Linked DNA regions of Manis pentadactyla: region 1 is linked to region 2. A link is a contact called in public Hi-C data. All regions are on one chromosome and are shown on one strand. The core of a region is the stretch at or near the end of the contact, and the rest is flanking DNA. Distances in the headings are between cores, read along the strand shown. Region 1 holds the start of TLK1 (tousled like kinase 1). Region 2 holds the start of METTL8 (methyltransferase 8, tRNA N3-cytidine).

Region 1 (4,884 bases), core at 2,265-4,764, 280 kb before region 2:
GTGAAATACTTTAATTCTTCCTTCTAAAGGATGCAGTCTGTATATATGGAAACAGAGAGCAACAGTTTAATTATACTGTGGTAATATCTTTCTAACCAAACTATTTTCACTATTTACATAAGAGTAAAGCAAATTGTTCATATCTGGTAAGATGGAACTAAAAAGAAAGTGCAAGGCTTTTGTATAACTAATCTGACTCTTAGAATTAACCCATGCAAAAGTACCCACGCACTGATACACACACACACACAAAAAAAAAAACATCTGCTCATCTAGCAGATAGGACACTAGGTTCCTAGGCCTCAAGAAAGCAAAACTGACCTTTATTTGAAAACGTAACGAATTCCTTAACTTCCTATCTCCTTAATCACAGGATTATTATAAGAGAAAAGGGATAGAGATCACAGGCTTAAAAAGACCCAACATGAAATCTAGAGCTACACTGTTGAGCACCTCTCACAGAACTTCAAGACTGATAAAGGAGTAGCTATGGGACTCTCCGGAAGAAAAGGGGTCTGTACTGTACCATAAATTCCTAAACTTTACAATGTTTAAAGGTATACTTTATTTGTAACCAAGTAAAATTATATTAACATGATAATGAAAATAGGGTGAGAATGGGAGAAGAAAGCCAAAACATAGATCATTAAAAATAATCAGACTGCAATCATAGATTTTTCATTTCAAATATATCAAAAACTTCAAAATAACTAATTTTTTACAGATATGGTACATCTTTAAAAATAGCCTACCTTCAAAGTTAGGTTTAAAAAGCGTTCATCATATATCCTTATCACCATATATCATCACATACATCCTTATGAATGTACATATACATATGTGTATCTCTTTTAAGTTTAAATTTTCCTACTATGTACATTAAATTGGACCAGTTTTTCAAGAAACAAAGTTTGTTCCCTCCTTGATCAATACATTCAAGTTCCCTTATTATTAACGGTTCTTACTAGCAGTCACCAGAAATCAAAAGTTCTCTCAATTTAATTTATACAATATATTAACATGTATAACTAGAAAGGATGGTAAACACTTGTTAAAATAAAAACTGGGATACCACTCAATAGAAAAGTCTCCATTTTGATATCTGGGGCTTCATCTACGCAATTCCTGTTAGCATCAGCAATAGATGAGACTATAGATTCAAGACGAATATATAACCCTAGAGAGGATTAACACAGTTTTAACTTACATGCTGGTTTGTCTGAAAGAAATATACCACTGTGGCCACAGAAGTACTTGGTGTGAAGTCTAACTTACACAAAGCATGTCCTGTTACTTCATTAATTTAACAAAGAATCACTAGTTCAGGTTACATAAAAATCTACTGTAATCTAAACTCCTGGAAAAAATTCTGGTTATTTGGAAGTTCAAGCTAAATTATTGCAATGCCTCAAAATCTTCACACATCAGGAAAAGTGCAAAATAAAGTTTTCAAACCAAAGTTGAGGCAGCCTCAGTAACTCACAATCTAGATTTTGCAGCCCCAAAATTACTAATACTGATTTAATAGATACTTCAGATTAAACATTATGTCCTCAGTATCCAGTACAGTGCCTGGCTCATAAAAATGGCTCAGTAAGTGTTAAAAAATGAAGGAATCAGTGAATGAGTGAAAAAAGGTACAGCCTTTTTAAAGAGAGAAAAGGCAGTCTTTTCCAAGATCGTTTACTATCACTCATTGCACTATCATTCCTCCTAATGAAACTACAAACAAAAGTAAAAGCACACTAAAAGCACTAACTGCTCTATTTACAAAATAGATTTTAAAATTCCAAGTGCAAAAAGGAAAATCACCAGATGTACTAAATTTGATTTAGTCAGTCAATTAATAAACTCTTACCTTCTAATTATGAGAACCCAATGTTGGGGATGAAATGGAAAGGGAAAAATGTCTGTCAATGTATTCAGCATGCTTAATGGACGCCATAAATCAAATCCTTCCATGAATTTCTAGAGCAAATTCATGCCAATCTTTGAGCCTATTGTCACTTTCACACATGCTCACAGGAAAAAAAATGACAAAGAACGCTATGCCTGAACCACTGGATTCTGGGCACAAAATATTTAACAATCGTCAAAGCTGAGTAATAAATATTTCCAAAATAAATTAATCACACCAATTCCTACATAAATAAAAGCTCCGATTTCCTTAAAAGACTCACTCGACTATTGACTTCCAGACGTTTTTTGGAAAATGTGGCTACAGTCTCCTTGTGTGATACTACTGGGAGTGAACCCATTGCTGATGACTACCGCTAAACGTTTTCCAGACAAAAGAGCTTTAAACATGATTCCATGCACATTTATTTTCCCCCCATAAACGCGTGTTCTCCCAAATTTCCTTTTATGTCGTATACTTAAAGTTAAATACAGCAAGTTGAAATTTTAGTATCAATAAGCACTCCTGTGTCTTACTAGCTGTGTAACTGCTACATCTGGTGGCAGCACACTTGCATGCAAGAAACCAGAAAACTTGGAAAACAATTGTAACCGAGCTGGTGCGTGTTTGCAGTAACCTTTACGCAGATTTCCTACAAAATTCGCGACCCTGTCAGAACAGCAGCCTACTTGCAGTAGAGAGAGCACACACAAACGCAGGAGGAGGTGATGGCGAAGCAGAGAAAGTTGCAACCATCTGGAGGGGTGGTTTAAAAACCCTGCCCACGAGTCAGTCTGTCGTTTAAATTGCTCTAGGAGGCCAAGCAGGGGATCAAAGTCGGCTTTGATAATTTCAGAGGCTTTCCCCAAAGGGCAGAGACCCTGCAAGCCGTGGGCATCCTCCAGGTCCCCGGCAGCAAGGTTCGCAGGGCCAGGACCGCCTCTATGGGAGGAGTGCGAAAGGGAAGGGGAGGGGGCTCAAGGATGAATGCTTCAACGGGGAGGGAAAACCCACCAGAGACCAGAGGCCAGGAGGTTAAGAGTACTGAGTGTACTAGTAAATGGAGCAGAAAGGGGCTCGCGTCCAGGGCAAGACTTACCACGCTAGCAGGACTGGCTCTCAGGAACCCCCGGCAAGGCTGTACGCCTCGCCCCGTCCCCGTCAGAGCGCACCCCCTCGCCGTCTCCTCCGCCACCCGCGAACCACCACCCACAGCCAGCGCACTACCTCCCGGGCGCCCAGCGGCCTCCCCTCCCCTCGCCACCATCCCCCACCGGGGGTCGGGCAGGAGGAGACCCGGGGGGCGCGGGCGCGACGGTGCTTACCTTCCCTGGGTCTCCCAGATGGCGGCGTGTGATTCAGCAGGGACCTGGCCGCCGCCGCCGAGCCCGGGGTTGGAGACGTGGAGAGCTGGGACCAAGATGGCGGCCCCTCCAAACTTCCACTGCTACTTTGGACACTCATCAAGCTACTTTCTGGGAACCCGACTCCCCCCCTGCGACGGCAGCGGCGGCAACGGCACCGGCACCCGCCTCCGTCATGGCGGGGGCCGCGCTGAGGGCGAGCGGGAGAGCGAGGGCAGGGAGGGGAGAGTCAAGGGGGTAGGGGAGGAAACCAAGAGGGGGAGGTGAGCAGGGAAAGAGGTGAGGGGAGGAGAGGGGACGGGGAGGAGGGAAAGGGGGAGACGCGAGGGAGCAGGAGGGCGCGCCGGGGAAGAGGCGGAGGCAGAGAGCGCGGAGGCGTCGAGGGGGCGTCCGCTGGGGCGCGGGCGGAGCGCGGGCTGCGCCGGCCGAGACTTCCGCGAGCGGAACCTGCCGGCACCTCTGCAGTGCGTCGGCGCCCGGCGTCGCCTGGGTGGCGGCGGCGGGCAGTGGGTGGCGGCTGAGGCGGCGGGGTAACCTCTGCATCAGTTTCAGGCGGCGGCGGCGTCACGCGCCGCCTGTGCAAACACTATCGCGAGGCTCCTGCGCCTCCGGTAGCAGTGGCGGCCGCGGCAGCAGGCATGGGGGAGGGATCTGCTAAGGGCTGGGGGCTGGGGGTGGTGCGCCGAGCGCCCCGCTCCCCGGCGCCTCGCAGCGCGGCCCCGGAGCCTTGGCCGGCGGGCTCGCGGACGCTGGGGCAGCCTCCCGGCTCCGGCCGGAGGGAGGCGCGCACCGTACGCGCCCCCGCCGCGCCTTGGGCTTGGGCTCCCGCTCGGTTGCCACCTGACTCCCCCTCTCTCCTTCGGAAGCGCGCTTGGCTCTCGACCCACACCCAGCCTGGGAGAAATGCTTCTGCTCTCGCTGGGCCGTTGTTTCTAAGGAGTTCGTTGTGATCATTTCTCAAAATGGAACTGAAAAGTTGAGAGTTGCGTCTTACTGTGCAAAAGAATCTTGTGTGCGTCTCCCCGTTTGCAGAATGAGAATGATTACCAAGTAAACGAGCAAAGAAAATAAGTTGGGCGGGTGGGGAAGGGAATACAAATAAAACTTTATGTATTTTCTAAAAAGAAACCTTAACCGGTGTCGTGCAGTGTATGTGTGGTATAACAATTATTTGTTTTAAAACTAAGTGGAAAAGCTAAAGAGAAAATTTTGATTACGAAGTGCACATATTTAGGGAAACTAGTGTTCATCTTGTAGAAGAGGGATGGTTTCTGGAAAGTTCCAATTTGTTTCCAGTGCTGTTGTTGAGTTCCGGCTACAAAATCCCAAGGCAAATTACAGCATTTGCTAAAATTTATAGACACAGTGTAGTTTTCTACACACCCACACATGTACAGACACACCAACCAGGGGTTGGGAACCTTGTACATGAAAAGAGCCCTTTAATGAAAAATACAACAAGGTTACTGCTCCTTTTAAGAAACCAAATTGAATAGAGCACTGAAAAGATTATGATATAGAGCAACTGTAGAGGCATGAGGAAATGGCATGATTACCAGGGGGACAAAAATGTCATTTCTATCTTTCATTTTTATGACTTTGCATTTCTCATAGTAATGTTTT
Region 2 (4,905 bases), core at 1,782-4,281:
ACCATTTGACCCAGGAATTCCACTCCTTGGAATTTACCCTAAGATCGCAGCAGCCCAGTTTGAAAAAGATATATGTACCCCTATGTTTATCACAGCACTATTTACAATAGCCAAGAAATGGAAGCAACCTAAGTGTCTATCAGTAGCTGAATGGATAAAGATGTGGTACATATACACAATGGAGTATTATTCAGCCATAAGAGGAAAACAAATCCTACCATTTGCAACAACATGGATGGAGCTAGAGGGTATTATGCTCAGTGAAATAAGCCAGGTGGAGAAAGACAAGTACCAAATGATTTCACTCATCTGTGGAGTATAAGAACAAAGGAAAAAACTGAAGGAGCAAAACAGCAGCAGACTCACAGAACCCAAGAATGGACTAACATTTGCCAAGGGGAAAGGGACTGGGGAGGATGGTTGGGAAGGGAGGGATAAGGGGGGGAACAAAGAAAGGGGGCATTATGATTAGCATGTATAGTGTGTGTGTAGGGGCACGGGGAGGGCTGTACAGCACGGAGAGGACAAGCGGTGATTCTATGGCACCTTGCTATGCTGATGGACAGTGACTGTAATGGGGTATGTGGTGGGGACTTGGTGACGGGGGGAGTCTAGTAAACGTAATGTTTCTCATGTAATTGTAGATTAATGATAACAAAAAAAAAGGGTAGCCACCAAAAATCTACACTATCATCCTTAATGGTGAAATATTAGAGGAATTCCAATGATAAACATGAATAAGACTATGATGTAAACTTGACATACAACAGAGTCACCACTGCAGATGTGTGGAGAAATGAGGGACCCTTCAATAACTGGTTCTAGGGTTATTCAAGAATGTAGGGAGAAAAAATTAGGGATAATAAATTGGTGTTGGTTTAAGCTGCTGAATTTGTGGTAATCTGTTACACAATACAAAATATACACTCTTTTGACTACTGTCACAAGATTTCAGTTCACACACTTGTGTTCAGGTGTGCACAGGCAAACAAGTGGAGCCATTTGTCATTGCCATGGGCTAATGAGAGAAATGGAGACTATGTAAATGACGTTTGTCAAATTAAGGTCAAGTGAAATCATGACACTGAACAAAGAAAGTTTTTGCAGTGGTTTAAATAAAGAAAAGAGGTAAGTGCATTGAGTAATCTCTCAACACAAGGACAATACAGACAGGCCTTTCTGTAAGGATATCACGACATGGAGGACAGTGAACATTGACTCTTGGAGCATGTTAGATCCAGCAAAAACAGTCTCATTAGAAACAATGTATAAGTATTCATTTGAATTTATTTGTTTTATAGCTTTGCCTCATTTGACTTATAACTCTTTGGGACTTAACAGTTGTATAAAAGATGAAACATAAGGAGTCTATATATAGTTTTATATTTGCATATATTTAACATACTGAATATATTTTAAGCTAACAATAAAGAATCCTGGGTATCTATTTGGGTTTGAGAAATTCTGCTCTGGGTGGTTGGGAACCACTAAAAGATTTTAAAATAGGGAAAGGAGAGATTTGTGTTTTAGAAAAATCACTCCAGCAGCAGTATTAAGGTTTGGAATTAAAAATATTTAAGTAAGACAGAAAAAAGGCTACCTAATACAATAATGTGATAAAATGGTGAGGCCAGGGGTTATGTCCCCACAGGCCACAGAACAGATGGATAAAAGTTAGAATCAAAAGAACTTGGTTGTGTGAGGAAAAGAAGGGCAATCAGAATGTCCTTTGGGTGACTTGGTGGTGAGATAAAGACCACAGGAAGATAAACAGGTGGGGGTGAAAGGGAAGGAGAAAAAGAGAGATGATGGATTCAATTCAGAAATGATTTGAATTTCATTTCAGCCAAAGAAAATTTGTATTTTCTGGATCTCAGTTTTCTCAGTGACAGCTGCATTCATGAATTACCAAATTAACTATTACAGCACTCTCTAAAAATATACAAAGCACTCCACATTACCCTGCAAATAAGTCCTGAAAAATCAGCAAAAGCCCAGGCTGTGAAGAGTTTAAAAGATACGACAAATTTTTACTGAACATTTACACTGTGATCCAACGCACTCACCTAGTAATGCATTTTTTGCTCTCAGTCAGATGAGATCACTTCCCAGAGTTTGCATGACAAGCCCACGTGGGAGATGCAAAGATACCACCCTCAGGGGACTTAACAGCAAAGCAACGAGACACCGCTGGTGCTTGATTACGGAAAATGTGGTGCGGAGAGAACGTTGACCCTACAGGCAGAGCTGGTTAACAGTTATCCTATCTTAGTGCAGTAAGAATGTATCCATTTCATATTTTCTTCCCATTACGGAGAAATTAATAAAAAAAAAAAAAAGACGACAGGAAGGAAAATGCAGCACTTAAAGCAAAAACAGTTTGTGTTCCCGCAGGCCACAGAAGGGCGGCCCTCTGGGAAAAACTAATTCAACCCTAGTTTGGTGGGAATGACAGCATCCTCCACCACTGACTCATACAAAAGCAAAGTGTTTATAGACCCAAAATGTTTAGCCGTCAACCTCATCCACAATATCCAACGTGAGACTGGAGGGAAAGCCGTGGGGCGTACCTTTTGCACAGGACGCTGCTTTGGGAGATCACACTGGACACAGCACCCCTCTCGGCACCCCGCCAGCTCCCAGAGCAGAAGTCTGGGGCTGAAAGGCGCGGGGATCTCGCAGCAGCAAGAGGCAGACCCCCTAGCGCAGGGCGCTCACAGCGAACAGAGACCATGAGGTGGAAGCACAGCGCCTCCAGGGCTCCCGCGCGGGGGAGGAGCGACGAGCTGGGGCGGGGCCTGGTTGCGCCCTCGTGCCCGACGCCTGACGGGAAGTGTAGTTCTGGGAAAAGAAACAGTCTCTCTCAGATGGCGCTGGGAACTACATTTCCCGGTGAGGGACAGCCTCCAGCAGGCCTCGCCTTACGGGGACGTAGCATTGTCCTGTCCGCTGCCGGCTCCAGATCGCTAGGGGGCTTGAGGGGTCAGCCGGGTGGGCGTGGTCTTTCCCTCCCTCTCCGCGTTCGGCGGATCTCCCTGCTCCGATTTCCCTGGGCCCTCTGCCGTACGTCTCCCGTCCCGCTCCACGTGTTAGCTTTTCCGGTGCGCCTCAGAGAACCGGGGCCTGGAGGTTCGGAGGCAGAGGCCGCTGCTCAGCGCGAGAGTGCGGGGCGCTGCCCTCTTCGTACAGCAACCCCGCGCCGCCATGGGCCCGACGCAGAAGCCCAACGTGTGCCGCCGGCTGAGTCGCCGGGCTTTGGGCTGTTTCTCGCGCGACGCAGGCGTGGTGCAGAGGACGAACCTGGGCATCCTGCGGGCGCTGGTGTGCCAGGTGACGGCCCGCCGGCTGGGACCGCGACTAAGGGCAGAGCGCGACCGCAATCAATACTGTAACTATTGAGCTGCAGTTTTTACGCGTTACAGCCCTCTCTTAAGAAGATAACATGCGACGGGTAGTGGGATCCAGGCGCTGAACCTGGGGGATTTGTAAATAGTTATTAATAGGGAATCCGTATGTTTTTAGTTTTAAGCTGCTTATGTCTTCCTGCAAGCAATCTCTAGAAGTTAGTCATCCCGCTAAAACCCGAACGTCAGGGCAGAGTGAGGAAGAATTGAACATGCTGCATTTAAATAACGTATGTGAGATTACGTGGAAAACTGTAAAACCTGTCTTAACTTAAAATTTTGGTACACGATAGAGGCTCATGAGTTATTACCTAAACCGAAATTCTTGTGTCTTTCAGGAAAGTACTAAATTTAAGAATGTGTGGACAACTCATTCCAAGTCACCTATAGCCTATGAGAGAGGAAGAATATATTTTGACAATTATCGGTGCTGTGTTAGCAGGTATCTTTTGGTGAAAATTATTGCTGTAATCCGCCTCGCTGTTGATCTTAACTCTAATTTGTATGGAACCACATGCCTACATTAGTGTTTAGTGAAATAACAGAATGGAAAAATAGGTGCAAAATAACAGTAGGAGAGTAAAATGCATCATGTAGCTTAAAATTTTGCTAAATCTAAAGTTCCTGGCTTCATGTCCGTAAACGCTAATTTAAAACAATCTTACTTTATATAGTGCAGGCAAAATGATAGATGGCTGAGAGTATGATGAAGTATTCTATTCTTGAAAGATACCAAAGTCAAGGCAGCCATGTATCTAATAATTAGAGAAGAATTTCTGTTTCGTTTTGGAAGCACTTGCCTTTGTTTGCTGAGAAAATTTTCAAGTTTGCTTAAGTAGAGAATAGTATGTATACTATACCAACTATCTAAATTCAAAACAACCAAGATTTTGCCACATTTACTTATCTATGCCAATGTCCCCTTTTTGTTAACGTCTTTGTTAAGTAGTCTAAACCATATTTCAAACATGCCATACCTAAGTTTGCTTCTCTAAAATACATGGCATGTTCATTTTTTGCAAAAAGCTTTATTAAAAGAGCTTTATTCATATACCATACAATTCACCCATTTAAAGTGTATATACAGTTCAATTATTTTATTGAAATTAAGTCAATAAATTTAATGAGCAATTGGTGGCTCATATAGGCAATTACCACTACAGTTAGTTTTAGAATATTTTCATCACTTCAAAAACAAACTCCTTATACCCTTTAGCTATTATACTATTACCTCCATCACTCTCAGCCCTAAGCAAATGGTAATCTACTTTCTATCTTATGTTTCACCTATCCTGGACATTTCATAGAAATGGAATCACATAATATACACTCTTCTGTGACTGGCTCCTTAGTAGATTACAAGTTTATTATAAAAGGATGTAATTCAGGAGCAGCCAGATGAGAGAGAGAGACAGGGCAAGGTATGTGGAAAGAGGCACAGAGCTTTCATGCTCCCTGAGCATGTTCTTCTCCCTGACCACGTGGAGATGGGTTCACCAAT

The links. A called contact is a pair of places that touch in the nucleus more often than the background predicts.
Region 1: a Hi-C map of skin fibroblasts shows a contact between it and region 2, with 5 times the contacts expected there. The contact joins the promoter of TLK1 here to the promoter of METTL8 in region 2. A contact is called at or near these places in 2 of 3 Hi-C or Micro-C datasets (fibroblasts and skin fibroblasts).

Annotation. Positions count from the first base shown.
Region 1 is chr6:65,065,902-65,070,785 of mManPen7.hap1, reverse strand. It overlaps TLK1 (tousled like kinase 1), which reads right to left and starts at 3,514. Exons shown (of 21, transcript XM_036917804.2): 1 at 3,223-3,514. The coding sequence starts at 3,361.
Region 2 is chr6:64,788,889-64,793,793 of mManPen7.hap1, reverse strand. METTL8 (methyltransferase 8, tRNA N3-cytidine) reads right to left here and starts at 3,031. Exons shown (of 8, transcript XM_057503916.1): 1 at 2,571-3,031. It overlaps DCAF17 (DDB1 and CUL4 associated factor 17), which reads left to right and starts at 3,114. Exons shown (of 13, transcript XM_057503914.1): 1 at 3,114-3,330; 2 at 3,743-3,846. The coding sequence starts at 3,205.